Regions from separate parts of the Sus scrofa genome. Here regions 2, 3 and 4 are each linked to region 1. The links are chromatin contacts, called in public Hi-C and HiChIP or PLAC-seq maps. All regions are on one chromosome and are shown on one strand. The core of a region is the stretch at or near the end of the contact, and the rest is flanking DNA. Distances in the headings are between cores, read along the strand shown. Region 1 holds the start of SESN2 (sestrin-2). Region 2 holds the start of RAB42 (putative Ras-related protein Rab-42). Region 3 holds the start of TAF12 (transcription initiation factor TFIID subunit 12). Region 4 holds the start of YTHDF2 (YTH domain-containing family protein 2).

Evidence for each region. Hi-C and Micro-C count contacts between places; a contact is called where the count stands out from the background. HiChIP or PLAC-seq counts read pairs in DNA pulled down with a chosen protein or histone mark.
Region 2: a contact with region 1 is called in an H3K27ac HiChIP or PLAC-seq map of alveolar macrophages. The contact joins the promoter of RAB42 here to the promoter of SESN2 in region 1. A contact is called at or near these places in 3 of 5 promoter capture datasets (fetal liver, fetal skeletal muscle and liver), 10 of 47 Hi-C or Micro-C datasets (alveolar macrophages, blood, embryonic fibroblasts and 5 more) and 2 of 2 datasets of contacts at active chromatin or transcription factors (alveolar macrophages and skeletal muscle).
Region 3: an H3K27ac HiChIP or PLAC-seq map of alveolar macrophages shows a contact between it and region 1. The contact joins the promoter of TAF12 here to the promoter of SESN2 in region 1. A contact is called at or near these places in 1 of 5 promoter capture datasets (fetal liver) and 1 of 2 datasets of contacts at active chromatin or transcription factors (alveolar macrophages).
Region 4: a Hi-C map of skeletal muscle shows a contact between it and region 1, with 4 times the contacts expected there. The contact joins the promoter of YTHDF2 here to the promoter of SESN2 in region 1. A contact is called at or near these places in 1 of 47 Hi-C or Micro-C datasets (skeletal muscle) and 1 of 2 datasets of contacts at active chromatin or transcription factors (alveolar macrophages).

The regions. Positions count from the first base shown.
Region 1 is chr6:85,316,925-85,323,656 of Sscrofa11.1, forward strand. It overlaps SESN2 (sestrin-2), which reads left to right and starts at 5,058. Exons shown (of 12, transcript XM_021095666.1): 1 at 5,058-5,073.
Region 2 is chr6:85,597,750-85,604,975 of Sscrofa11.1, forward strand. It overlaps RAB42 (putative Ras-related protein Rab-42), which reads left to right and starts at 5,290. Exons shown (of 2, transcript XM_003356245.4): 1 at 5,290-5,609; 2 at 6,746-7,226. The coding sequence starts at 5,371. The coding sequence ends at 7,166.
Region 3 is chr6:85,638,469-85,645,537 of Sscrofa11.1, forward strand. TAF12 (transcription initiation factor TFIID subunit 12) reads right to left here and starts at 4,619. Exons shown (of 6, transcript XM_021095678.1): 1 at 4,490-4,619. LOC110261125 (a long non-coding RNA gene) reads left to right here and starts at 4,664. Exons shown (of 2, transcript XR_002344955.1): 1 at 4,664-4,918.
Region 4 is chr6:85,714,664-85,721,819 of Sscrofa11.1, forward strand. YTHDF2 (YTH domain-containing family protein 2) reads left to right here and starts at 2,484. Exons shown (of 7, transcript XM_005665152.3): 1 at 2,484-2,572; 2 at 2,574-2,704; 3 at 2,707-2,852; 4 at 2,855-2,990; 5 at 3,545-3,624. The coding sequence starts at 2,484.

The DNA of each region.
Region 1 (6,732 bases), core at 3,808-6,307:
ACCCGCAACCTCATGGTTCCTAGTCGGATTCGTTAACCACTGCGCCATGACGGGAACTCCTACCTGACTTTTTGATTCTAGCTGTCCTAGTGGATGTAAAGCTCACTGTGTTTTGTTTTTTGTGGGTTTTGGTTGGTTGGTTGTTTGTTTTTTGTCTTTTTAGTGCCGCATCCAGAACTTCCCAGGATAGGGGCCTAATTGGACTTGTAGCTGCCAGCCTACGCCACGGCCACAGCCACGCTGGATCCTTAATCCACTGTGCAAGGCCAGGGATCAAACCCACAACCTCATGGTTCCTAGTCTGATTCATTTCCAATGCACCACGACAGGAACTCCTCGTTGTGGGTTTTTTGTTTTTGTTCTTGTTTTTTTGGTTTTTAGAGCTGCACCCGAGACATATGGAGGTTCCCAGACTAGGGGTCAAATTGGAGATACAGCTGCTGGCCTATGTCACAGCCTCAGCAATGCCAGATACCACAGCTCACGGCAACGCTGGATCCTTAACCCACTGAGCAAATCTGGGATTGAATCTGCGTCCTCACAGATACTAGTCAGATTTGTTTGCATTGAGTCACAGCAGGAACTCCTGAGGTGAGTTTTCTTTCTGACTTTCTGCATTTCTGAACTCCAGAAATGCTGTACGGAATACTCTAATGATGCATGATACATCCTGTGGGTTCACGGATGGTAGTTTTGGCAGAAGCACTGCGTGCAAGGAAAGCAAATTCATAGCCAGGGTGTCCATTCCAGTAAGAACCAAACACTGCCCTTCCCATAGTGGAAGGGGTCCTTTGTAATCAACCCACCCAGCCAGGCAGCTGGCTGACTAACCTGGGGAAGGGTGCCATACCAAGGGCTCAGTGTTGGTCTCTACTGCTAGCAGATTGGGCACTCAGCAATAGCCAGGTGGGCCCCGTGGGTCCCAGTTCCTCAGACTGGGCATAACCTTCAGCTCTGCCACCATGGCCACTTTGCTGATGAGCCCGTTGGGTGATGTTGGGAGTACCTAGGGAAAGAAATTGACTGGCAGCCATACAATAGGTTATCCTATCCACTTGAATATTAAATTAATATCTTCCTCTGGTGATGTCACCCTTTGGTGGCATTCACATGGGACACAAATAGGAGTTCCCGTCGTGGCTCAGCGGTTAATGAACCCACCTAGCATCCAGGAGGACTCGAGTTCAATCTCTGGCCTTGCTCAGTGGGTTAAGGATCCAGCACTGCTATGAACTGTGGTGTAGGTGGCAGATGCAGCTCGGATCCCGAGTTGGTGTGACTGTGGTGAGGACCAGCGGCTACAGCTCCCATTGGACTCCTAGCCTGGGAAACTCCATGTCCACAGGTGCAGCCCTAAAAACACACAAAAACAGACACATGGGACAAAAATATTTTCACTTTTCCTGCCCATTTAAAGATATCTATCCACATACCTCTTCCCCAGATTTTCTTGTCACCAATTTTTCAGTCTCATTCCTTCCAACTCCTTTATCATCACAACAAAACCATTGGCCACAACCCATGAACCAGTTTATAACTGCATTTCTGACCATTTCTCCTTCCAAACAAAGTGGATGGCTTTGCACTTCTTGAAGTTCTGCCCGCTGGGAGGATTCTCATCACCATTGCCTGTGGGGATGTGCCAGAAAGAGGCTATCATGTTGCATATAGTACAGAACTCTCTCTCAACCAGGCTTGAGTTTTTTCTTTCTCTGCCAACTGGCTATAGGGAACTCTCCATGAGGCCACAGGTATAGGCTTGGAAAGAGAAGGTACTAATATTATTATTATTATCATCATCACTATTATAATTGTCTTTTTGGGGCTGCACCCACGACATATGGAGGTTCCCAGGCTAGGGATCTAACCAGAGCTGTAGCCACTGGCAGAGTCTGGACCTACACCACAGCTCACGGCAATGCTGGATCCTTAACCCACTGAGAAAGTCCAGGGACCAAACACACATCCTCATGGATATCAGTAGGGTTCTTAACCCACTAAGCCACAATGGGAACTCCTTTTTTTTTGGCTGTGCCTGCAGTACGTGAAAATTCCTGGGCCAGGGCTCGAACCCCCACCACAGCAGTGACAATGACAGATCTTTAAACCACTGAGCCACTAGGGAATTCCTGGACCTAATTTTTATAGCTTAGCAACTTCATCAATTTTTTGTAAACCTAGAGGAGTGGATAAAATCTATCAGCAGACCAAATATGACCCATTGTATATCCAAATACAACTGGATGATAAGATCCACAAAGAGTTTTATGCTCAGTAGTGACTTCGTCGAACTATTTTCTTTGTTTATTTCTTTTTGCTTTTGTTTTTGTGGGGTTTTTTGTTTGTTTTTGCACTTTTCAGGACCACACTTGCGGCATATGGAGGTTCCCAGGCTAGGGGTTCAATCAGAGCTACAGCTGCCAGCCTACGCCACAGCCAGAGCAACATCAGATCTGAGGTGCATCTGCAACCTACACCACAGCTCACGCCAATGCCAGATCCTTAACCCACTGAACAAGGCCAGGGATCAAACACACAACCTCATGGGTCCTAGTTAGGTTCGCTAACTCTGTGCCATGACGGGAACTCCTTGGTCAGACTATTATCATGTCTTTGCTTATCTGAGCTATCCATATTTGCTTCCATCTTCCTCATCTACTTGACCTTGGCAACCAGGTATTGCACATTATTCACCTTTGTACCTCTGCCTGAAGCAGAGTGCCAGGCTCATTTTAGGGATTGCTATGGACTGAATTGTGTCCCCCTAATTTCATGAGTTGAACTCCTAACCCCCAGTGTGATAGTATTTCAGAATAGGGCCTTTGGGGAGATAATTAGGTTTAGATGAGGTCATGAGAGTGGGATCCTCATGATGGGATTAGTATGCTTACAAGAGGAGACATCAGAGAGCTTACTTATGATCTGCCATCTGTGGACACAGTGCTAAGGCAGCTATTCGTAAGCCAGGAAGACAGCTCTCCCCTGAACCCCAAAATGCTGGCACCTTATCTTGGACTTCCAGCCTCCAGAACTGTGACAAAATAAATTTCTGTTTTTTAAGCTACCCAGTCTAGGATATTTTGTTATGGCAGCTCAACTGAAAACAGGTTCAATAATATTCACAGATATAAACTTTTAAAAGTTTTTATCATTAGCATCAAGCAAAATGTATTTGTTTACAGTCTTTGACTTGTGAATTTGCTTCTAGAAATTTAGTTTCATTTGACATGTAATATAATTTTATAAACCAATTTTACCTCAGTTAAAAAAATTACTAAAAACAACATGACCTATCTGTAAAATCTCAGGTTATTATTTTTTTTAATTATGTTAAGGAATACTTAATATCTTGAAAATTATCATGAAATGTAGTAAGTGGAAAAAGCAGGCAATATAACCATACATAATTTATATACTATATATATGCATAGGTTAAAGAACATATATATAAATTTTATATTTTGTCTTTTTTTTTTAGGGCCACTCCTGCAGCATATCTCCCCAAAAAAGATTTTTAAAAGAATATATAATATATAGTAAATAAATATAACCCCCCCAAAAAAAAACCCCAATATGTTAACACTGATCCTCTCTTGGTAGTAGGATTAGAATTTTGAAAGGATTGCTCCCATTCTCTAAAAGGATCCTTTTTTATTTATTAAGTTACCAACATAATACATTTTGGCATTCATTTATTTATTTGCTTTTTCAACTGAACCAGTGGTATATGGAAGCCCTGCAGCTAGGGATCAAATCCCAACCCAAACTGTGACTTCTGGCAGGCACAGCTGCAGAAACACAGGATTCTTAACCTACTGCACCACAGTGGGAAGTCCCATCTTGGTTTTTAAACAATCATTAAATAAATATAGTGCATAAAACCTTATAATTCTCTATCATCCTTTTATTCCAGATGTAACTGGATCCTAATAGTTTGTTGCAAACTACACATCTTTCCAGACTTTTGTTGCCTCTGTATATTTATGGATGGTATCTATGACATAATTCTATTTTTTTTTTTTTGTCTGTTTGCCGTTTCTAGTGTTGCTCCCCCTGCATATGGAGGTTCCCAGGCTAGGGATCTAATCAGAGCTGTAGCCACCGGCCTACGCCACAGCAACACAGGATCCGAGCCACATCTGCGACCTACACCACAGCTCACAGCAAGGCCGGATCCTTAATCCACTGAGCAAGGCCAGAGATCCAACCCGCAACCTCATGGTTCCTAGTCGGATTCGTTAACCACTGCGCCACAACGGGAACTTCATATGACATAATTCTAAGTGCATCACTGGGCAACTTGTTTTTTTGTTTGTTTTAACCTAACATTAAATGCAGCATACATTTTCATTTCACCTAGAGCATCTACAATAGAGCACGTAGAGCTACCTCCTGCTTCTTTACTGCATGATATTCCACTGTGGAGACAAGAACAACGGGAAGTGCATTCCTGCTGGAGGGTCTTTTGGGAATCTGGTTTATTATTTGAACCAGTCCTCTTTGGTGAGCACTTTGATCCCTTCCAGTTTTACACTTTTACAATAGAATAATGAACAGGAGTAATACCAGTTTAGAGTAGAAAGCCTGAAAAACATTAGAAAACATAAAGGGGGGGAAATATTTCGAGTTACGTCTTTTGTACCTTTACACTTTCCTGTATTTTCAAAATATTCTGATATAACATATGTCATTTATAATTTGAAAAGGAAAAACATGCACTAAAACCAAAAGTTCATTAAAAGAAAATGAAAGAGAAAAAAAAAAAGAAACGAAAGCGAAGGGGATAGTCCCTGCCACCTCCCAGGGGAGGGGGCCGGCGGCGGGAGGGGCGGGCCGACACAGTCTGCACCAATCAGAGCCCGGTTGATAAGCAGAGCGAGGAGAATTTGGAGACACTCCCCGCCGAGCAAACTGTCTTGCGGTTTAGTTTCCCTAACCAGCCTGGAAACCTGCCTGGGCCTAGCCCGCATGCCGCTGCGGACTGCTATTGGCTGCCAGGCAACCCCGCCCATCTTCCTGTTCATTGGACGCCCGCGGTTTTCGTAAGAGGAGCCTGTTGCTGACCGAAAACAAGTAAGCGCAGCAGCTTTTGTTCAGGAGATTTTTGGACTGCAAACGTCCTGGGCACCCTTGGGTCAAAAAAGCAACATCACTTGGGTTCCCTTCCTGGCTCAGCATAAACGAATCTGACTAGCATCCATGAGCACGCAGGTTCTCTCCCCGGCCTCGCTCAGTGGGTTAAGGATCCGGCGTTGCCCTGAGCTGTGGTGTAGGCCAGTAGCTACAGCTCTGATTCGACCCCTAGCCTGGGAACCTCCGCAAGCCACCGATGCGGCCCTAAAAAGACAAAAAGACAAAAAAAAAAAAAAAAGCTATATCATTAACCATCGTTTATTTAGTCCCGGCTTAAGGCCGGGTTTCTAGCGCCAAACTTTTAATTTCAATGGTTATAATCACCTTTCTTGAACACAAAACTATCTGCCAGTCACTGTACTTTAAAATAAGAACAATAGTAACAATTTAAATGATACTTACAGTTTGTTGGTCTCTTAATCTTTATTCAAGCCTTGTTAAGGAATTTGTATGCCTTAGCTCTCATCCTTACAATAGCCCCTGTGAAGGTAAACGTTATCGCCCCATTTTACTCAGCAGGAACCAGGTTCAGAGAGGCGAAGTGACTTGCCTGGATTCGCACAGCTAAGGGTTAGAACTGGACCCTTCAACATTAATTCTGCTTCCAAGCACAATTTTTTCGAGGAGTGGGGGGTATACAAAAGACTTTTGAGGACAGGAAGAAGTGGATCAGGATGGTGGCAAGGCCCTGGGGCATTGCTTCAGTGACAGGCCTCAGGGTGATTGAGAATGGAATATATGGAGCCTCTAGGCGTGGAGGAGAAGGAGGAAGAGGGAAATCAGGACATCGGAGCCAATTCAGCAAAGAATTCTTCCTGGAAATGTGAGGCTCCTGGGGCCGTGTGTTGTGGTGCAAGTGGCCCTCGACTGGGGACCTGGACCCCAAGGTTCCAGGTATTGCCCTGTGACCAGCTTCCTGAGGGACCTTGAGCAAATGCCTTCTCTCTGGACCCCAGGCTTCCGTCTGTACGGTGAGAGAGTAAGCCGAAACAACGGGAAGTGCATTCTGGCTGGGGGGGCGGGGGAGTGTCCTTTGGGAATCTGGTTCCTGCTGGCATCAGGGAAACTCCTCAACAACCACACAATCTTTACTTAGCTGTTGCCTGGCCTCTTTTCAAGAACGGACAATCCTGTGAACCACCTTTTCCCCTCCCCGTCTGTTCTGAGCTATAGCAGAGTCGTGCCTGCAGGGGGCGCTGAGGGTTCATAGCTGACAAAACCTAACTGGAATTCTTAGCCAATTATCCGAAAGCACCCAGCTCATGGGTTTTGGTATATTGTTTATTAAGAGCGTTGAGCTTTTTTTTTGAAACCTGAAGATTTCTGTCCTCAGGATACAATCGACGAACCTGAATTATGAGTATTGCCCAACATCCGTTCTCTCCACAGTGGTCCTGGAGGGTTAGCATTAATTTCAATTCGTTTTCCAGGTAAGGAAACAGATTCTAAGAGCCGAAAAAATTATTTTGGGGTCACATTGCTAAAAACTGGTTGCCTGACTCCTGGGCAGTGCTTTTAGGAGATAGTTGGCTCTGTTTTCAAGAGTCTGTGGTTGTTCTGCCTCCTAATACACAACCCGTGGGGACAATTTCAATGTTG
Region 2 (7,226 bases), core at 4,040-6,539, 280 kb after region 1:
CAGTTTTCTCGATTATCGCAGTTTTCATAATAACCCTGTATATGGGTATTATAATTGTGTCCTTTTTACAGATAAGGAAACTGAGTTGATCATATAGCTAGCAAGCGTGGTAAGGACTGAGATCCAGGACACTGTGGTGTCTTAATCACAGTGCTAAGTGCACTTTTTTTTTTTTTTTTTTTTTTTTTTTTGCTTTTTGGTGTCACACCCGTGGTATATGGAGGTTCCCAGACTAGGGGTCTAATCAGAGCTACAGCTGCCGGCCTACGCCAGAGCAATGCCAGATCTGAGCTGCTGCTGCCACCTACACCACAGCTCACAGCAAGCTGGATCCTTAACCCACTGAGCCAGGCCACGGGGGCCAGGGATGGAATCTACCACTTCCTAGTTGGATTGGTTTCCGCTGCACCAGGAAGGGCACTCCCTCCTGCTGGGCACTCCCCCTGGGCGAACGTTTTGTCCGTGGAATGAATAAGTGTCAGTATAAAAACAAATAAGGAGTTCCCGTCGTGGCTAAGCAGAAATGAATCTGACAAGGAACCATGAAGTTTCGGATTCGATCTCTAGCCTTGATCAGTGGCAAAATTTTTTTAAATTAAAAAAAATAAAAACATAGTAAAGAGTTCCCGTCGTGACTCAGTGGTTAACGAATCCAACTGGAAACATGAGGGTTTGGGTTCAATCCCTGGCCTTCCTCAGTGGGTTAAGGATCGGATGTTGCTGTGACCTGTGGTGTAGGTCGCTCGCAGACACAGCTCCGATCCAGCGTTGCTGTGGTGTAGGCCGGTGGCTACAGTTCTGATTAGACCCCTAGCCTGGGAACCTCCATATGCCACAGGAGCGGCCCCAGAAAAGACAAAAAGACCAAAAAAAAAAGTAATTGTCAAGAATTAAGCATCTATGGAATTCCCCTTGTTGCTCAGTGGGTTAAGAACCTGACTAGAAACCATGAGGACGTGGGTTCAATCCCTGGCCTCAGTGGGTTAAGGATCGATCCATTGTTGCCCTGAGCTTTGGCATAGGCCGGCAGCTGCAGCTCTGATTCAATCCCTAACTTGGGAACTTCCATATGCTGTGGGTGTGGCCCTAGGGGAAGAAAAAAGAATTAAGCATCTATTCAATCTTAATCTATTCATTATTTTTATCCTTACATACTCTTAAAAAAGTAAGTGTTACTATTATTATCATTTTGTGGAGAAGGCCACAGGCTCTCCGAGTGTTAAGGAGCTTTCTGATGACTTCCAAATGTGTTTCTTCAGCCCCAATTCTCTCCTAAGCTCCAGACTTTATATCCTGCTGTTTCTGTGATAACTACACTTGGATGGCTATTTATTTTATTTTGCCTTTTTTTTTTTTTTTTTTTTTTTTTAAGGCCGAAACTGCAGCATATGGAAGTTCCCTGGCTAGGGCTCTAATCAGGGCTATAGCCACCGGCCTACACCACAGCCACAGCAGCTCAGGATCCGAGCCATATCTGCAACCTACACCACAGCTCACAGCAACACTTAATCCACAGAGTGAGGCCAGGGATAGAACCTGTGTCCTCATAGATACTAGTCAGATTCGTTTTCCACAGAGCCATGGCAGGAACTCCCAGACGGCTATTTATTAATAGGCTTCTCAGTACACAGCCTTTCCTCCTCCAAACATGCTCTTCCCTCATCTCAGTAAGTCCTTAGGGTGACCCAGGACTCCTCTCTTCTCTAACATCCCACTCCCAATCCATCGGCAAACCCTGTGTTCTCCACCGACGCTATCTTTATCTATGACCCACAAGATCCCACTCCTCTTCTAGCCAGTCTCCTTGATTCTGCCATTGCTCCTGCAGGCTGGTCTCAACATACCAGCCTGGCTGTTAAAAAGCATTATCTCCCTCTTTTTTTAAGCAACATCTGTGGCACATGGAAGTTCCTGAGCCAGGGATTGAATCAGAGCCACAGTTGCAACCTATGCCACAGTTGTGGCAATGCCAGATCCTTACCCACTGCACTACAACAGGAACTTCCAAAGACCATTATCTTGATTGCAGCGTCTTTGCGGGTGTACACCTATATCAAAACTCAAGAATTAAGCATCTATGGAATATTTTTAGTAAGTACAATTTATTACATATCAATTATATCTTAATAAAGATGTAAAAAAAAAAAAAGAGAGGAGTCAGATTATGTTATTCACCTGCCCCAAAATCACTGACTTGTCAATACATTTGAAAATAAAAGCAGAAGTCCCCATGAGGGCCTCAGAAACCACATATATCTGGCTCCTCCTCCTGTCTGCTCTCACTACCCACCACTTGCTCATTCATTCTGCTCCCTCTCTGTGGCCTCTCTGCTCTTCTTGGAGCACCCTTGCCTCTCCCACCTCAGGGCCTGTGCTCTTCCTGTTCCTCCTGCCTGGAACTGTCCTCCGTGGCTTCACAGACAACCACACTGCACACTGCCACCCTTCCCCTGGGCTTCTATTCAAATGTCACCTCCTCAGACCACCCTCTTTTGAAATAGCACCCTGCCACCCTTCAAACCATGGTTTGATTGTTATCACGTTTCATATTAATTTATTTTGTCTTTCCCATTACAATGTGAGTTCCCCAAGAACACGAATTATGTCTTTTTTTTCCACTGCTGTATAAGTGCCTAGTATATAAAAGATGGTCAGCATTTACTGAAATAATTACTAAGTGAATGAATGAATGAATGAATGAAACTTGGCCAAGGCCACATAGCTAGTAAGCATCATTTGGAACTGTAACTCAGATCTGTCTAATACAAATGTGCATAACGTACCTGCTATGACACACAGTAACTCCAGAACGACGCTGTGAGGTGATCTGCCTCACTTAGCTGAAGGGGAAGCGGATTTGGAGAGGGGAAATGATTTGCCCTTGGGTCACATAGGGAGTCTGTGACAAAGTCAGCTGAATCCAGATTCTGGGGCCAGGTGCAGTTAGACTCAGGCACATGATCCCAGCCCACAGCAGGAGCATCTAGGAGAGGAAGTTCAAGGAGTCAGATGCTGACAGTGCACTCTGCCCCCACGCGCTGAGCAGAAAGGCTTCTGGGACGCCTGGTTTCAAACTGCCTTTCAAGTTGTTTCATGCCTCTCTGCCTTTGCCCAGCTGCCCCTGCCTGGAGTGCCCCTCCTTCTGACCTCCCCAGCTCCCGCTTGTCCTTGGAGACCCAGCATGACCTCCTCCAAGAGGTCTCCTCTGACTCAGTAGCCGCCCCCCCCCACCCCAGTCCAGCTTTGTTATGGTGTTTGAATGAATAATGAGTGAATGAACGAATGAATAGCACTTATCCACTTTTATTCATTCATTCAAGCACAAATATTCACCAAATTCCTACTTTGTGCCAAGCACTGAAGATAAAGCCATTGGTCCTTATCCCCAGGGGGCCTGAGCCTAGAAGGGAGGCAGACGTTACACTGGACAGAAGGGTCTGTGACCTTAGTCGGAGAGGGGCTTCCTGAGGACAGAGATCTAACCTGAGGCCTGAAGTAGGGGTTGCTTACCCTTTGAAGAGCGGGAGAGGAGTGTTCCCGGCGGAGGGCTGAGAAGAGGGAAGATGGTCAGCATGGCTGGAGCTCAGAGCGCCAGTGGTGGGTAAAGAAGGCATGGGGGTGGAGAGCGGGGGAATTCGCACAGGCCTAATGCAACAAGTATTTTTCCAGCTGAGCAGAGCAAGGGGAGGAGAACATCCCAATGGAAGAATCCGCAGGGCATGTGGGAGTGGAGCAGACTCTCCTGGTTTGGGCAAAGCTGGCAGGAAGGATTCCTTTCCCAACACCCCCCCTCCCCATCTGATGCTCCTCTCTCTCCTTCTGGAAGTCAGGGATAAGCAGACTTGAGCCCCTATAGGCACTACTATTTAAGTGGCCAAAGGCCAGGATTACTAGGAGACCCCACAAAAGGGCTTCTCAGTGATTTATTTAGAGGTAGGTACAAGAAAACCTGGGCCTTCCCTAGTCCCCAGCCTATCCAGCCAGAAACAGACTGGGAAGCTAGTCTCAATCTTCCATGCTAGTGATTTTAGATTGGTTACTTAACTTCTCTGAGCCTCAGTTTCCTCATCTGTAAAAAACTGGGCAGACTAACATCTACTCACAAGGTTATATAAGGAGGAAATGTGATGATGTGACGGTTTGTTTTAGGGAGAACTGCTCCCTACTGCCAGTTTGCCAAAACAAGTTAAACTGGTAACTACCATCCACAGTGGGACAGTGGGATTAAACGTATAGACAAGCTGTTTGGGACCAGCCAGAACTCCCTGAAATCCTGAGTGTCCAGAAGATCAGACTGAAAATTATGGAGTGGATCTTGGATACAGATGTGGTTGCCTTCCTCTCGCCCCTAACCCAAGTGGGACCCGATGACTTTGTCTGGTCCTTTGGGAATTTGCTTTGCAGTCCCCTTTAGTGGCATCAAAGGGATAGTGAAGGGGGAAAAAAATCTAAGAAGTTCCCATGTGATGCAGTGGGTTAAGGATCCAGCATTGCCGCAGCTGTGGGGCAGGTTACAACTGCATGGGTTTGATCCCTGGCCCAGGAACTTCCACAAGTCCGAGTTCTGCTGTGACCTGAGACAAGTCACACATCTAAGCCTCCATCTCCTTAGCTCTAAAATGGACACACTACGGCCTTCTCAAAGCATTGCTGTCCCAAAGCATTAGGAACTGACCATCTGGCCTCATAAATGTTAGCTGTCCTGTCCACAGCCAATTGCCCTTCCTCTGGAATTGCAGTTGTACCCTGCCTCTTCTACCCCACTGTGTCCAGGTCCCTCTCTGGGGCCCAGCACAGGCAGGCAGGGAGGAAGCAATAGGGACTGCTGAACATTGAACCCGAACATTGAACACAAGGCCCCAGACCAGGCCAGTGGGGCTCCAGGAAAGGGGCACGTGGGTGGGGAAAGAGCACCTATAAATGATCAACTTTCTTGAGTGGTGTCTCCAGGTCCAGCAGCGGGGGCCCTACTGGGAGACTAACAGAGAGTGGGGGCTGCAGAGAGAAACCATCCCAACAATGAGAAGTGGATGCTCTGGCGCTGTTAGATTCAGGTCAGTGCAAGTCTGATTCTCCCTAGTCCTCCTCCCCACATTATCTAGTTTAATTTTTTCATCTTGTGAAGTAGGGATTATTATCCCCATTTTACAGAGGAGGAATCTGAAGTCCAGAGTGAGGAATTGACTTGCCCAGGTGTTTCCTCGGGTTTGGGTTCCTCCAGGTCCTTTTCCTTGGTGCCAAAGACGCTGGTCAGGGTGGCTGCACACGGCCCGGGGGCGGGGCCCGAGGAGGGGGCGGGGCTGGGGGCGGAGCCGCAGGGCGCGGCCCGGACAGTCGGTCTCCCGGCCGGAGGGAGCCACGACGCCGGCCATGGAGGCTGGGGGCTTCCGCTACCAGTTTCGGATCGCGCTGCTGGGGGACACGGCTGTGGGCAAGACGTCGTTGCTGCGGCGCTACGTGGCGGACGCGCCTTGGATACCAGAGCCCGAGCCGGAGCTCGAGTCGGCGCCCACGGTGGGCGTCGAGTTCTACAGCCGCACTCTACAGCTGCGGGCCGGGCCGCGCGTCAAGCTGCAGCTTTGGGACACTGCGGGCCAGGAGCGCTTCAGGTGCGCGGTGGGGGCAGGGCTGGGGCGGAGTGGGGTGGAGGTGGGGCGGGAGAGGGACCTCTGGTTGGGGCGGCTCAATGCCTGTCCCCCTGACCATGGAGGTGGTCAGTCGCAGTGGCCCAAGTAGAGATCTGGGGGTCCCCATCCTGGATCTGAGTCCTTCACTTTTTTTTTTTTTTTTTCTCTTAGGGCCACACCCCCGTCATATGGAGGTTCCCAGGCTAGGGGTTGAATCGGAGCTGTAGCTGTTGACCTAGGCTATAGCCACAGCCACAGCAACACAGGATCCGACCTACACCACAGATCGCGGCAGTGCGAGATCCTTAACCCACTGAGTGAGGCCAGGGATCAAACCCATGTCCTCCACGGGAGTTCCTATAAGTCCTTCACTCTTGAGCCATTCATCCTGCAAACACAGCCTCTGAGCCCAATACCTGAGACCTGGTGCCCTGCCCCAGAGGAAAGTTTTGACATTGAATTTGGAGGGATGAATGACCTGGGTGTTGAAAAGCCCATAGGAGCAGAGAGAGGGAGGTGTCAAGGAGATGCGAAAGGAAGAGAGATTTGTGTTGGCGATACAGGATGCATAGGAGTTTGCCAGCCAGAGAATGGGGAAACAAAACCTGCAATCGGAAAAACATCAAGAATGCAGAAATGGTCAGGAGAGTATGGAAATCAAAACCGCTCCTTTAGAGTTCCCATCATGGCTCACTGGAAATGAATCTGACTAGCATCCACGAGGACATAGGTTCGATCCCTGGCCTTGGTCAGTGGGTTAAGGATCCAGCGCTGCCATGAGCTGTGGTGTAGGTCACAGACATGGGGGGGATCTGGTGTTGCTGTGTCTGTGGTGTAGGCTGGTGACTACAGCTTTGATTTGACACCTCGCCTGGGAACCTCCATGTGCTGCAAGGGCAGCCCTAAAAAGGAAAAAAAAAAAAAAAAAAAAAAAAAAAAACCCTGCTCCCTAAGTGGGGAGCACACAGTTACTTGGGAGAGACAGATGCTGGGGAAAAGACTCACAGGGCAGTGTGAGATGAGCTATAATGGGGAGTGTGAAGCAGTCAGTGGATGAAAGGAGTCCTGCCTCTGGGGTGTCTTGAAGGTGTCTCATAACTTACTCCCTCCACCATCAGGTGCATCACCAGGTCCTTTTACCGGAATGTGGTGGGTGTCCTGCTGGTCTTTGATGTGACAAACAGGAAGTCCTTTGAACATATCCGAGACTGGCACCAGGAGGTCATGGCCACTCAGGGCCCCGACAAGGCGATCTTCCTGCTGGTTGGCCACAAGAGTGACCTGCAGAGCATGCGATGTGTCTCAGCCCAGGAGGCGGAAGAGCTGGCTGCCTCCCTGGGCATGGCCTTCGTGGAGACCTCCGCCAAAAATAACTGCAATGTGGATCTGGCCTTCAACACCGTTGCTGATGCCATCCAGCAGGCCCTGCAGCAGGGGGACATCAAGCTGGAGGAGGACTGGGGGGGTGTCCGGCTCATCAACACCCAACCCCCCAGGCCCCTCAGCAGGAAGCAGCATCCGGGCCCATGCCAGTGTTGACTCTGGGAGGGAAAGGGTTAAAGCAGCGCTGCCCTCAGAAGGCCTGGGGGGATGGAGAGT
Region 3 (7,069 bases), core at 3,369-5,868, 320 kb after region 1:
CCAGGGAAATCTAGGATCTGACTTTTCAGAGGGTAACAAAACAGGGGAGACTTTTTTTTTTTTTTTTTTTTTTGCATTTTAGGGCCACATCAGCAGCATATGGAGGTTCCTAAGCCAGGAGTCTTATCAGAGCTACAGCTGCCAGCCTACACCACAGCCACAGCAAGCCAGAACCAAGCCATGTTTGGGACCTCACCATAGCTCACAGCAATGCCGGATACTTAACCCACTGAGCAGGGCCAGGGATTGAACCTGCAACCTCATGGTTCCGAGTCGGATTCATTTCTGCTGTGCCACGATGGGAACTCTCAACAGGGAAGAATTTGAAGTGGTTTTAAGACTGTGGCCCTCTCTGGGCATCTGATCATTAACATTTTTTTTTTTTTTAAGTGAAGAGAATAGGGGAATAGTTGTTTTTACAACCTGTTTAAAAAATGTTTAGGAATTTATTATTTAAACAGAATGCTGGCGTGAAGGGGACTACCATTCTGTGGGCATGGGAGCCCTATCACTGTGGTGCATGACTTAGGATATGGGTTTCCTACCTGGCTATTTCTTTCCTCACTGGCTTTTGATGTATCTAGAGGAGCGCACATTTCCCAGTGCAAATAAACCAAAAAGAATCAATTAATTGCAATCTGTGAGACCTGAAAGGAACACAAATATGGAATTTTTTGTTTTCTAATTTGATCCTGCTTAGGCAATTTCAACTTAACAGAGAGGTAGTACAGTACAATGATCATGGTGGCAGCGTCTAGGTTCAAGTACCAACTCTGCCACTTATTAGCTTCATGTCCTTTAGCAGGATACCTAATCTCTTTATGCCTCAATTTCCTCATCTGAAAAATACAGTTAATCATAAAGTGTACCTCATATGATTGTGGCAATTCACTGAATTTATACATCTAAAGCACTTAGAAGAATGTGTGGTGCATGATAAGTGCAATTTAAAACTTTTGCTGGAGTTCCTGTCATGGTGCAGCAGAAATGAATCCGATTAGGAACCATGACGTTGTGGGTTCTATCCCTGGCCTCGTTCAGTGGGTTGAGGAATGGGCATTGCCATGAGCTGTGGTGTGGGTCGCAGACATGGCTCAGATTCCAAGTTGCTGTGGTTGTGGTGTAGACAGGCAGCTGTAGCTCTGATTCCACCCCTAGCCTGGGAACCTCCAAATGCTGCAGGTGCAGCCCTAAAAAGACAAAAAAAAAAAAAAAAAAAAGCTAATATTATATATATAGTCTCCTGTTTTAAATCTTAGTTATAAAAATCAGTATATAAAAACTAAAAGGTAGAAGTGTGGTGCAGTGGGTTAAGAATCCGACTGCAGAGGTGTGGGTTCAATCTCTGACCCAGCACAGTGGGTTAAAGGATCTGGCATTGCTGTGGCCATTAAAAAAGAAAAAAAAAAAAAAAAAAAACCTAAAAGGTTTCACCCATCTTGCTATGTATTGGTGACATCCTATAACCATTCTTATTACTACAGACATTAAAAAAAGAACAGTGGAGTTCTCTTGTGGCACAGCCAGCTAAGGATCCAGTGTTATCGCTGCAGTGGTTTGGGGTGCTGCGATGGCTGGGGTTTGATCTCTGGCCTGGGAACCTCCACATGCAATGAGTGTGGCAAAAAAAGAAAAAAAAAAGACTCAAGTCAGCTGGGCTGAGTGCTATCCTAGTTCTACCACTGGGTTATGTGAGCTCCTTTTAACCAGAATTTCTACATAATTAGAAGGACCAGGCAAATTCTAAAGTTCCCTCCAACTCCAACAACTAGTATCTAAGATTTAAAATTAAGTCTGTATGTACTGTTTTTTTTTTTTTTTTTTTTTTTTTTTTGGGTCTTTTTGCCTTTTCTAGAGCCACTCCTGGCACATATGGAGGTTCCCAGGCTAGGAGTCTAATCGCAGCTGTAGATGCTGGCCTACGCCACAGCCACAGCAACTGGGGGTCCGAGCTGCGTCTTTGACCTATACCACAGTTCATGGCAACGGGGGATCCTTAACTCACTGAGCAAGGCCAGGGGTCAAACCCGCAACCTCATGGTTCCTAGTTGGATGTGTTAACCACTGCACCACGACAGGTATGTATTGATTTTAAAGTTTGTCTTCTGCTTCCAACACACCTGTTTCATGGTACTGGTTGTAAACACAGCCGATATATTGTTTCCAAAGTACTTAGGGACTTCCCCCAAACACCTTGAGTAAAAAGTACTATGTTCTTTGAATTCATGAACCTGTGGCAGGTTTGATCCCAGGTCCAGTACAGTGGGTTAAAGGATCTGCGTTGCTGCAATTGCAGCATAGTTCGCAACTGCAGCATGGGTTTGATCCCTGGCCTGGGAACTTAAACATGCCTTGGTGCAGCTGTGGCGGGGGGGGGGGGGGGGGGGAGGGATAACATGTTCTGGAGTTTCTTTGTGGCCTAGTGGTTAAGGATTTGGCATTGCCACTGCTGCAGTGAAAGTCTGATCCTTGGTTTGGGAATTTCTGCATGCCATGAAAGCAGCACCCGCCTCCCCGGGACCTAAAAGTAATATGTTCTATGTTCATATCCACTCTAACACAATGATTCTCTATCAGGTACATTCTTAGAAATCCTATTATAATAATTCAATCAATGCTAGAGCCACAAATGAGTGAAATAAGTAGCACATTTTCCAAAGATAGATGAGGATGCAATTTTGCTGATGGGCAAACTGAGACAAGGCGAGGAATCCACTTAGAAAAGCAGAAAAAACTTCAAACACCTGAGTTTGACTGGGTCTGGGCCACTTAGTACCATGTGATTTCAGGGAAACATTTAACGTCTCTGCACTGATTTCCTTATCTGTGCCATGGGATTAACAATATCTAACTGGTGGGGCAGTAAGCAGTAATTAAATGATTTAATACTTGAAAGTGCTTATGATGGTGTTTGGTTAGTCTGAGTAAGTTTCAGTAAAAGGTATTATTGAAGAAGGGAAGTGACTAGTCCAAGTCTCTCCACCATCCTTATCTGAAAGCGGCTATTTCCAGTAAATGCTTATGCTAAAAATACAGGATACAACTTACCTATATGAACTTTCTAAATGACTATTTTTGAGAGGGAAGGGGCTTCATTTAATGGTTTCCTAACTGGTAAGTGACATTCACTGCATCAATGTCAATACAGTAACAAGACTCAAAGTACTTAAATCTGTAAAAATTTCCCTCTTGAGTTTGAAGTTAGAGCAAAGATTCTAGAAGCATGTTTTCAAGGAGTATTAACCGAGCCTCTCCCATTTGCTATGCAGAGCAGGGTACTGTAACAAAATTTCCATCTAATCAATCATTGACTCAGTGTAACCCTAAGCCCTGTTTGGACTTTAGCCTCCTTAGAGGTAAAATATGAGTTTATAAAAGATGATCTTGGGAGTTCCCTGGTGGTCTAGTGGTTAGTACTTGGTGCTTTCACCGCTGCTGTTCCAAACCCTGGTCTGGGAACAGAGAAACAGATATCCTCCTACATAAAGCCGCTGCAAGCCCGGGGGTGTGGGGGGACGCCTGATATTTCCGGGGTCTCTCCATCTCTGTCATTCTCTTCTTTGAAATGCAGAGATCTATGCTAAATATCGGAGTTGAGTGGAATGGGATTTAAAGCACTTATAAAGTACACAACTGAGTTCAAACTGCTTTAACTTCACACCAGTGCTACTCCTGAAGGAGCAGAAAACGAAGATGCTTGGCTTCCTAGATCGTTCTGACACGATAAGCCTGCCAAAAGCCAAATAGGCAGCGTGAAGGAGTCGTCTTCCCCTGAATACATCCTTTACCATTCCCGGTTCAGAGAATATGAGGGGATGGGGGAAGGATCACTATGTCTTTTTCAAACTCTCTCCCCTTCCCTTGGAGGCTGATCTACTTACAGACACAGCCCCTTACACTCTCCGCTTTTAGGATCTCAGGTCCTCATAGTCCTGTTCCCTCAGGTACTTCGGAGTCTGCAAGCCCCGATCCGGTCCCCAAAGAAGCGCGTCTTCACTGCCCGCTCCTGTTCTTCCCAAACCCAAATGTTCTCTTACCGCTCCTGCCTCTCAGGAACCTGTCTTCGCTGCCCTGTTTCTGAATCGTTAGAAGCCTGGGTCTTCACTGTTCCGCTTCTGCCGCTTAAGAGCCCAAGTCCTAACAGCTTCGCTTTTACCTCTCAGGAGTCCGTGTCTTCACACCCCGTTCAGTTCCGACCCTCTCCTCTTAGAAGCACGGATCCTCATAATCCTATCTCTCTCAACTCGCTTTCCCTTGCGTGCGGGAGAACTCACATCCATCCCGGTTCCCTAAGTCCCGTCTGGAGCCCAGGTCCCCACAGCCGCGTCTTCTCCGATCCCCGAGCCCCTCAGTCCCGTCCCACGAGCCTGATTCCTCACACAGCCCAGTCTCCTTCACAATTTGGCTCTTCGAACACTGACCACTGTGGTCTGGGTCCTGACTCCCTCCTCCCGCTCTTATTCCTCAACTGCCAGGGCCCAAGACTCACAGGCAGCAGCGTCTATCTCCCCATGATATGCGGAGACTGCCCCAGTGAAGCGTTCGTCTCAGCAGCCGGTCCGACTGCTCGGCCCTCCCCGAGTACTTCCGGCACCGCTCCCCGCCTCCAACCCGGAAACGCGCGGCTCTTCCGGCTGGCGGGCGCGCGCCTGCTTTGCGCAGGCGCAGACTGCTCTCCGACACGTGGTCGCCGTTCTGCGCTGTAGCTCAGTTCTGGTGGTTAGGTTTTTTCGGCTTGTGGTTAATGGGCAGTGTAAGCAAACTATGCGCTTTGTATTCTGGCGGTACGAACCCTGCCCTAGCTATTTCTTTCCGACTCTGCCTGCTGTGTATATCGCTATCATGACCAGCATTGACGTCCTCGGATGGCTTAGAGGTCGCCATTTTTGGTTGGTGTCTTTGTCGTGCTATCAGGAAGGTAATAACTCGTGGGACAGCAACACTCCATAGATATCCCGTTGGACCCCAGCAGGAAAAATCTGAGGACAAGGGAGACCGATTGGGTTATGACTGTGAATAGGCAGTTAATAATAATAGTAATAATTGAGCCCTTACTATCTGCCAGAAATTTTTCTAAACCTACGGTAAATCATTTTAACGATTTAAAGGAAATCTGTGAGATTAAGCAAGTTAAGTAGCTAATAAAAGCAGAGTCTCAAATTGAACTCACAAATTCTCACTCCAAAGCCTGAACTGTACTTCAACCATTAAACTGATGCCTTTGGTTATCTCTTCCATCAAATGCATGGTGACAGTTGCTTTATTTATGCTATGCTAGATGCTAGGCATATAAACAAAACACAATTCCAGCCTCAGTCCCTTTGGAGCCCAGGTCCACACACTAAGATGGAGAACCTGCAAACATAAAGGAGAGTACAAAGTGCTGTGACAGCCCAGAGTGAACAGCAGTAACTGTCACAAGGAAAAGCTGTCTCCTACCTGAACTGATGCAGCAATTTGCTCTCCCTTGTCTTCTTTTTCTTTTTCTTTCTTTTTTTTTTTTTTTTTTTGGCCATTCCTGTGGCTTGAAGAAGTTCCCTAGGCCAGAGGTGGGACCCATGCCCCAGCTCTGACCATAGCTACAGCAGTGACAGCACCAGATCTTTAATCCCCTGAGCCATGAGGGAACTTCCCCTTCCTGTCTTTATATCTTGCCATCTTCATCCCACCAAATTCACAATCCTCCCTTACACTGTCACAGATCCATGTTCACAGATTCCAGGCCCTTTCACCATTAGGCTTCGAGTTATCGTCCTAGTCTTATTTCTCTGCCACTGATCCCTTCATTCTTTTTTTTTTTTTGACTTTTTGACTTTTTGACTTTTTGCCTTTTCCAGGGCCACTCCTGCGGCATATGGAGGTTCCCAGGCTAGGGGTCCAATTGGAGCTGTAGCTGCTGGCCTACACCACAGCCACAGCAACATGGGATCTGAGTCGTGTCTGCCACCTACACCGCAACTCACGGCAACACCGGATCCCCAACCCACTGAGCAAGGCCAGGGATCTAACCCTCAACGTCATGGCTCCTAGTCGGATTCTCCAACCACTGAGCCACTATGGGAACTCTGATCCCTTCATTCTTCTAAGGAGTCTGGCATACCATTTTTGTTTTTGCACTGCTCTTCAGTTTAAATATACATTCATGCATTCAAAAAATGAATGCTCATTTTATGCCAAGGCTTTTGCTGCACATATACTAGTAGATAAAACAGACATCCTTGTCATTAAAGAGTTTACAATCTGGAGTGGGGAAACGAACCACTAGCAAAGACACAAATGAGGAAAAAAATATCAGAATAAACCAGACGTACCTAGCTGAGTAATGTGCTAGCAAAGAACTTATTCAAGGACCAGGAGAAGATGACTGGAGCTTACTGGTGATGGGGAGAATGGCAGGCAATGAGGTTGGAAAGGCCAAGCAAGATCAGTTCAGGCAGGACATCATAGACTATGGTGGGTACATGGGATTTTATGATGCAATGGGAAGGTATTGGAGGGCTGAGCAGAGACATGAAATGCTAATACGGGTTTCGGGGGTTGGATTTGGCCTCATGGCTGCATGTGGAAGTTTGGAGACAGGGATAGAACCTGTACCACAGCTTCTCCCAAGCTGAAGCAGTGACAAGTCTGGATCCTTAACCCCCTGGGCCACCAGGAAACTCCAAATTTCACCCCCCTTTTTAGGGCTAGACCTGTGATATATAGAAGTTCCCGGCCTAGGGGTCGAATCTGAGCTGTAGCTAGCAGCCTACACCACAGCAATCCTGGATTCAAGCCAAATCCTCGACCAACACCAGATCCTTAACCCACTGAACAAGGCCAGGGATTGAACTCTTCATGGGCATTATGCCAGGTTCTTAACCCACTGAGCTACAGCAGGAACTCCTCCAATACATTTTTTACTTAAAAAAAAAATAGGGAGTTCCGGTTGTGGCACAGGGGAAACAAATCCGACTAATATCCATTAGGATGCAAGTTCAATCTCTAGCCTTGCTCAGTGGGTTAGCGATCTGGCATTGCCATGAGCTGTGGTGTAGGTCTCAGACGCGGCTGGGATCCCATGTTGCTG
Region 4 (7,156 bases), core at 1,234-3,733, 400 kb after region 1:
CATATGGAGGGTCCCAGGCTAGGAGTCGAATTGGAGTAGTAGCTGCCAGTCTACACCAGAGCCACAGCCACACCAGATCTGAGCCAAGTTGTGACCTACACCACAGCTCATGGCAACGCCAGATCCTTAACCCAATGAGCGAAGCCAGATATTGAACCCTCAACCTCAATGTTCCTAGTTGGATTCGTTCCTGCCGTGCCAGGACAGTAACTCCAGGAGGGAATTTTCACTATCATCCCTTAATGGGATCACAGGAAAGGAATTTACAATGTACCAGATTTGCTTTAATGTTTGCGTTTGTTGTTTTTAAAGATCTTTTTTGAAATTTATCTTTGCAACAAACCTGTTGGGTAGATATTATTATCCCCTTTATTAAATGAGGGAATCTCTGAAAGGTTTGGTAAATTTTTTTTTTTGGCCACTGTTCACAGTCCCAGCTGCAGTTGCAGCCTATGCCACAGCTACAAGCAACACTGGATCTTTAACCCCCTGTGCCGGGCGGGGCATGGAACCAGCATACCAGTGCTCCTGAGAGGCCATCCATTGTGCTGTGACACAGTAGGAACTTGAAAGTTTTAGTAGTTTACCTAATTTTGCAAATCTGTTGGGGAGGCCAGTATTTGGTCTCTCTCCCTCCGAGGTTATGACTTTTGGTCTAATGCTCTTTTTACCATACCACTGCAAGAGTAAGTGTAGGTAACTGCTTAGGGTTTACCCAAAAATCTGGGCAATGGGGTTAACTGGCTAAGTATCTTTATTTTTTTTAACTTATTTTTAAAAACATCTGTTATAGCTGATTTGCTAAGTATCTTAAAAAAAAAAAAAAAAGAAAGAAAAAGACTTACTAGGTTTCTTTTATTCCCTTGGTGGGCTCCATGCTCTGAGAGTGGACTCAGCTGAAGTCTAGTGCATTTGGTACCTGACCTTATTCATTTTAACTACATGATCATGGGCAGAAAAAAATGCTTTGAGCACTTCAAGCAAAAGTATGATGCAAAATCCAAGATGCTGTGTTATCACTTATTTTACTACTGAGTCTACCAATGACTCTTGTATCCATGGAGTGGATGGTATCAGGTTGACACTTATTAGAGCATTATTTGTTTACAAGTATTTGAAATTACAAAAGCTACTAGGAGATGGCCTGCCAGGATCAAATATCCCTGCAGAAGTTAGGTTTGCCTCTGATTAAAAATGCTTTTTCCCACCCTTTTAATCTCCTCTGGATTCTGGTTCCTGAATACAGGATTTCTCTTGAGGGCAGAGGGACACTATTCTTCTCAATGTCATATAAACCTATTTAAAAGCTGTGTGACTTTGGGCACATGACTTAACTTCTGTTTCTTCAGCTGTAAAACGAATAGACTGATAGCAATTTTGAAGATGCTGAAAGACTTTAATATGTTTAAAGCATTTAACAACAAAGCCTAGATTATAGCAGGTATTCAGATAGCATTAATGTCTTTCTGCAGATTTTCTGAACTCGTTGAAAGAACATGTACAATTTTGTGTAGATTAATGAGGTGACTTTTCTTGGAAATAAAGTCCATAGTTTAACAGAGTATCATGGGGGTCAGCGACATCCCTAAAAAAAGAACTGTAGTTTCTAGATTCTCCTCCCTGCAATGCCAAAGGGTGAATCCTTTTCTCAGGGGACCAGATTTTTTGCGGTTATTTTTGCTCTCCGGGCACTCTTTTTGTAGTGTGCCAACAGAAGAGGATAACCAGGTGGGAGGGTGTCTTTCTCAGGGCAGGGCTCCCTTGAAGTTTCCCTAAGGGCTCTGTGACCCCAGTTCTTGTTCCCTCCCACATGGGGTAGGGTGCCATCTGCAACTGGGGAAACAGGTTTATTTTAAGGTCTCTCAGCCTTCGGGGGGTCGCTTCCTCACCGAAAAACCGGCGTTTATGTGTTTGCACAAGCTTAAAGCTGCTCCCTTCCCTCCAGCTGTTAGTCAAAGCCTCTTGGTGCGACCCTAGCCGCCCCCACCCTCCTAGGCCCCAATACCGAGGCGGTGGGGGCGGGGAGGCCGCGCGCGCCGCTTCCGCTCCTCCAGCCCACCAGAGGGCGCTGCGCCCCCGCCTCTTCCTTCCCGGGGTGCTTCGCGCCCGGCCCCTTCCGCGTGGGTGAGTGAATGTGAGAGTCAGCGTCGCGCCGCGCGCGCCGTCCGCTTTCGCCGCTCGGCGCCCTTATTTCGGCTGCGAGGGGCGGGTGCGCGCGTCAAGGCATAGAGACGGGCGTTGAGTTCTCGGGCTAGAGCGTCGCTGAGTCGGAGCCGGAGCCCGAGCCGCGCGCGGTGTCTCCGCTGCGTCCGCCGAGGCCCCCGAGTGTCAGGGACAAAAGCCGCCGCCGCGCCGCCTGCTCCCGCCGCCAGGGCTCATCCGCCGCCGCCGCCCTGAGGAGAGTCCGCCGCCGTCGCCCCCCCGGAGGATCCGAGAGCCATGTCGGCCAGCAGCCTCTTGGAGCAGGTACAGGCCCGGCCCGCATGCCTCGGCCATTGTGTGAGGCGAGAGGGAGCCCGACTAGGCCCGGGCCCGCCGCCCCCGGTCGGGCCGAGCCGAGGCGGCGCCTTTCGCGGGCCGGGTTTCGAGGCTCTCCGGCCGGCCGCGCCCAGCGCCTCGCCCTCACCCGCACTCCCCGCTCCTCCCCGGGTCTCGGAGCCCGCCGGCCGCGCCGTGTTCCCTTCTCTCGGCGGGCCTCGTTTTTCCTCTTGTTTCCTTCCCCTTCTGTGAAGCCCCGGTTTCCTCGCGTTGTTCGTGGCGCGGCCCCCGCTTCTCTCCGCGGGGCCCGCTGGCCTCGCGCTTTCCCCCGCCTCCCATCCTCAGTCTCCCCCTCACTCCCGTTCCCCGACGCCTCTCCTCAGGCCTGCGCCTTTATTCCCTTCTCGGGCCCGGCTTTAATTGGTGTTTCCTTTTCCATTTCTTCCTCGGACGACCCGCTGCTCGGCGACGTTTCCTTCGCCCGCAGAGACCAAAAGGTCAAGGAAACAAAGGTGAGCCCAGCTCCGCCGGTGGCCACGGGCCGGGAAGGGGGCCCCGAGTGGTGGGGGCGGGGTCTCCGGGAAGCGCCCCGGGGAGAGGACCTTTCGGAAGCCGCTTAGTTTGCAGGTGCCTCACACTTAAGTATCTGACCCTTTCCGTGTGTTCCTGCAGCTGGCGAACAGCTTTTTGGTGAACAAGGAGTAATTCATTAGAGGTGGGGGTGGATTCGGTTTTGAAATGTCCCAGGTCCTTAGTTTCCTGTAGGTCTTAGAAGGCCTTTGTTTTTCATCCTCGTGGATCACACTCTGGAAGTACTCACATGTGATGGGGGAGGGGAAGCGGGAGGGAATTGAAATCTAGAGGAGCCAATAAAATGACCTTTTAAGATCAACTTGCTCTGGGTGGAGGGAGACATTTTCACTGACGAATATTGGTTTATCCTTTTGAAATCCAAACATATTTGCTCTGTTTGGTAAGGTTTTTCTCTGGTTGGAAGGCTTTTAATTAATTTGTGAAGTAGAGTGCATGTTTGAGACACCCCTAACACGAGCTTTTTTTTCTTTAGTGCAAAATGGATCTGTACATCAAAAGGATGGATTAAATGATGATGATTTTGAACCTTACTTGAGTCCACAGGCAAGGCCCGTGAGTAGTTAACCATTTACATGCTTGATCAAAGGATGTAGTATACCATTATCTTTTCTCTGATCTGTCAGTAAATCTCATTTTTAGGGAATGACTTTCTTAATACCAATCAGTATGGTATAAAAACAGTTACAAATGTTAAGATCCTCATCTGCTTTGTCAGCAAACACAATTTTCTGAGAGAGACTAGTACTGATAACATTTTACAGTATACTAACAGTGGCACTTGTTTGAGTAGTTTTTCCTCCTTACAAATAATATATCAGTGCAGAATTTAAGGATCCTTTCCATTGTTGAAGATTTTGAATTTTCATCCCCAAAGCATTTTTCTTTTAGGAAAATTGGATTTGTACGTGATGGGAGAAAGTAACAAAATCACCTTAATTTTATTCATTGCTGTGGAACTGGTTATCTTCCTTTTGTCTGGCCACTAGTTACTGGGTTCTTAGAACGATTTTGAAGTTGAGCCATGTCTACATTTATAAAGACCAATTTTGGACGTATCCGGCTTTTTATTTAGGGGAGCTAGAGGATTTACAAAATAGTGTTAAGATACAGTGCTGTTTAGCGCAAAGACGGAGAATGGTTGGGACTCAGGCACTTTCACCACAGTGGCCTGGGTTCAGTCCCTAGTCTGGGAACAGATCCCACATCAAGCCACTGTGTAGTGGCCAAAAAAAAAAAAAATAAATAAATAAAGGAGTTCTTGTTTTTGCAGTGTAATCTTCTAACAGGAAGATTAGTTGTATATAGGTTCACATATATGAACATGGCCTGTGCATGCAGAAACGTGATTTTGTAGTTTTTGTGTATTGATATCTCTTGGATCCCAAAGACATAGTCACAAAGTTTTAGCCAATGAATATAACTTCCCAGTCAAAAGAAAACTGACTATGACTCATGCAAAATATCGTAGAAGATGAAGAAACTTAGGGTACATTTATATAAATTCTAAATAGATGTTGTATGATATGTACAATTGTTGAATAAATTTACATATTAGTGCATGCCCATGTTTGGGCCTAATTTTTACATAAAACTTTTTGATTCTTTATGTAAAATTTTCTGCGTTGAAAGTTTAGAAACCACTTATGTGATTTGAAAAAAGTTTTTGCAGAAGACACCCAATTAATGAGGAAAAGTAGGGAAGGAAGTAGAGGAATGAACTATTGGGTTCCTGCTCTTGAAGTAGTTTGCTTACGTAATCATTATAACAGGGAGAGTGGGAGCATTTGGAAACATAATTCTAGGTAGTTGTGAAACATTGTGTAATTCAGATTTTTGAGCTCAGGGGCATGTGGGAACCTGCCAGTTCAGGTGTAGGCATTCTGCTGTATAATGGCATAACCGGTGATACTAAGTGCATTTGTTTTTTTGTTAAGTAAGCTAAAGCATAATGTCTTTAAAAAATTTCGTCTTTGTAATTAATGTCAAGAGTATTTCATCCACTTTTTTTTTTTTTTTTTTTAAAGGACCTCATCCGTGGCATATGGAGGTTCCCAGGCTAGGGGTCATATCATCAGAGCCGTAGCTGGTGACCTACACCACAGCTCATGGCAATGCTGGATTCTTAACCCACTGAGTGAGGCCTGGGATTGAACCCAAAACCTCATGGTTCCTAGTTGGATTCCTTTCCTCTGCTCCACAACAGGAACTCCCCCTCAACCACTTTTTAACCAGTTTTTCGCCACCTTATGTTGGATTAATTCCTCCAGCTTGACCTATTGAGTATTGACTGAGTTTCTTGTAAACAGTGGATGTGGGACTGTTAAAAGTATAACATTTATCTTCGAGAAATAGATTTGCCTTAAACTTGAGGGTGTATGTTAAAGACTTTTTTAAAGGAAAATTTTAAATTGGCAGAGAAAAGCAACACCATTTTATCAGGCCACATTAGCTGAAACATTTAATCTTCAAGAGATGTGTTTTAGTGGCTAGGGAGAAGACCTTTGGGCTTTAGTACTATGAACTTAAAGACTAACATATTCATGGTCTTCCAAGTCTCTTAAGAACAAGACAAAAAAAAAAAAGAACAAAACAACAAGAATGGAATCCACAGGGAACTATATCCAGTCTACTGGGGTAGACAATGATGGAAAAGAATTTTAAAAAGAACATAAATATATGATAACTGAATCACTTCGTTGTACAGCAGAAATTGGCACAACATTGTAAATCAACCATATTTTAATAAAAAAGCAAAACACCCTGTTGGCTAGTTGATAGATTCTTAGATACCAGAGCTTTTTTGAAGTTATGGTAAAGTACTCTATTTTTGAATTGAGCTGTATAGAAACCAATTCTGTGTATCTCTGGCTTCTCATTTAAGGGACTACTCTGGGCTATAGGATTTATAAAAAGTTAAAATATTGTCAGCACAAATAAAAGAATGTTTTTGCAATGTAATCTATCTTCTAATGTGAAGACATTGTATATTTTTCTGGTTATTCTAAAGGGTGATTCCTTTTTAAAGATAAGGACTTTACTGTGTCTTTAGGATTATACTCATGTTTTTAATGGAAAAGTTAGGTGTGCATTTCAGTTTACAGGCTTTGCTCTCATGGATTAAGCAGAACAAATAGCAAGTTTTTTTAGTTTTGAATCCTCTAGAAGCCACTGTGCTTTCCTTTCCAGTTTATAATTAAATATTGGCTTATGTTGATGTTCCCAGATGGTTTGCCAGGAGGCTATACTTTAAAGTAGATTCATTGAACCTTGCTTTTTTGGTTTATGGTTGAGGAATGGTTGCACAGATTTTGGGGATAGACGGTGAAATTTCCAGTTCTTTTTGTTAATGTATCTGTTATATAGTACAGATTTTTTGGTTTGTTTTGTGTTTCTGGGTTTCTGGGGTTTTTTTTGGCTGCCCTGTGGCATGTGGAAGTCCTAGTACAGTTTTAACAGGAAACTCTTTTTTTTTTTTTTTTTTTTTATTAAATTTTATTTTCCCACTGTACAGCAAGGGGGTCAGGTTATCCTTACATGTATACATTACAATTACAGTTTTTCCCCCACCATTTCTTCTGTTGCAACATGAGTATCTAGACATAGTTCTCAATGCTATTCAGCGGGATCTCCTTGTAAATCTATTCTACGTTGTGACTGATAAGCCCAAGCTCCCGATCCCTCCCACTCCCTCCCCCTCCCATCAGGCAACCACAAGTCTCTTCTCCAAGTCCATGATTGATTTTCTTTTCTGAGGAGATGTTCAAGGAAACTCTTGAATACTCCTCTGTTCTGCCATTATTCCCAGCTTTCAGTCCAGAAACTGTGGTTTTAACAAACGTATCCTCTTAACACTTCTGTATAGCAAGACCTAAACTTGGTGAGATGCTGGGTTTTCCCTTTTCTGAATTTTAGCACTTAAAATCCATCTATATTTGCTGTATGTTGGTTTAATTTCAAATGTTTAAACAGTTCAGTTATTAAGCTAAAATATCTTTTTTTTTTTGGTCTTTTTAGGGCCGCACCTGCGGCATATGGAGGTTCCCAGGCTAGGGGTCTAATTGGAGCTGTAGCCACCGGCCTGTGC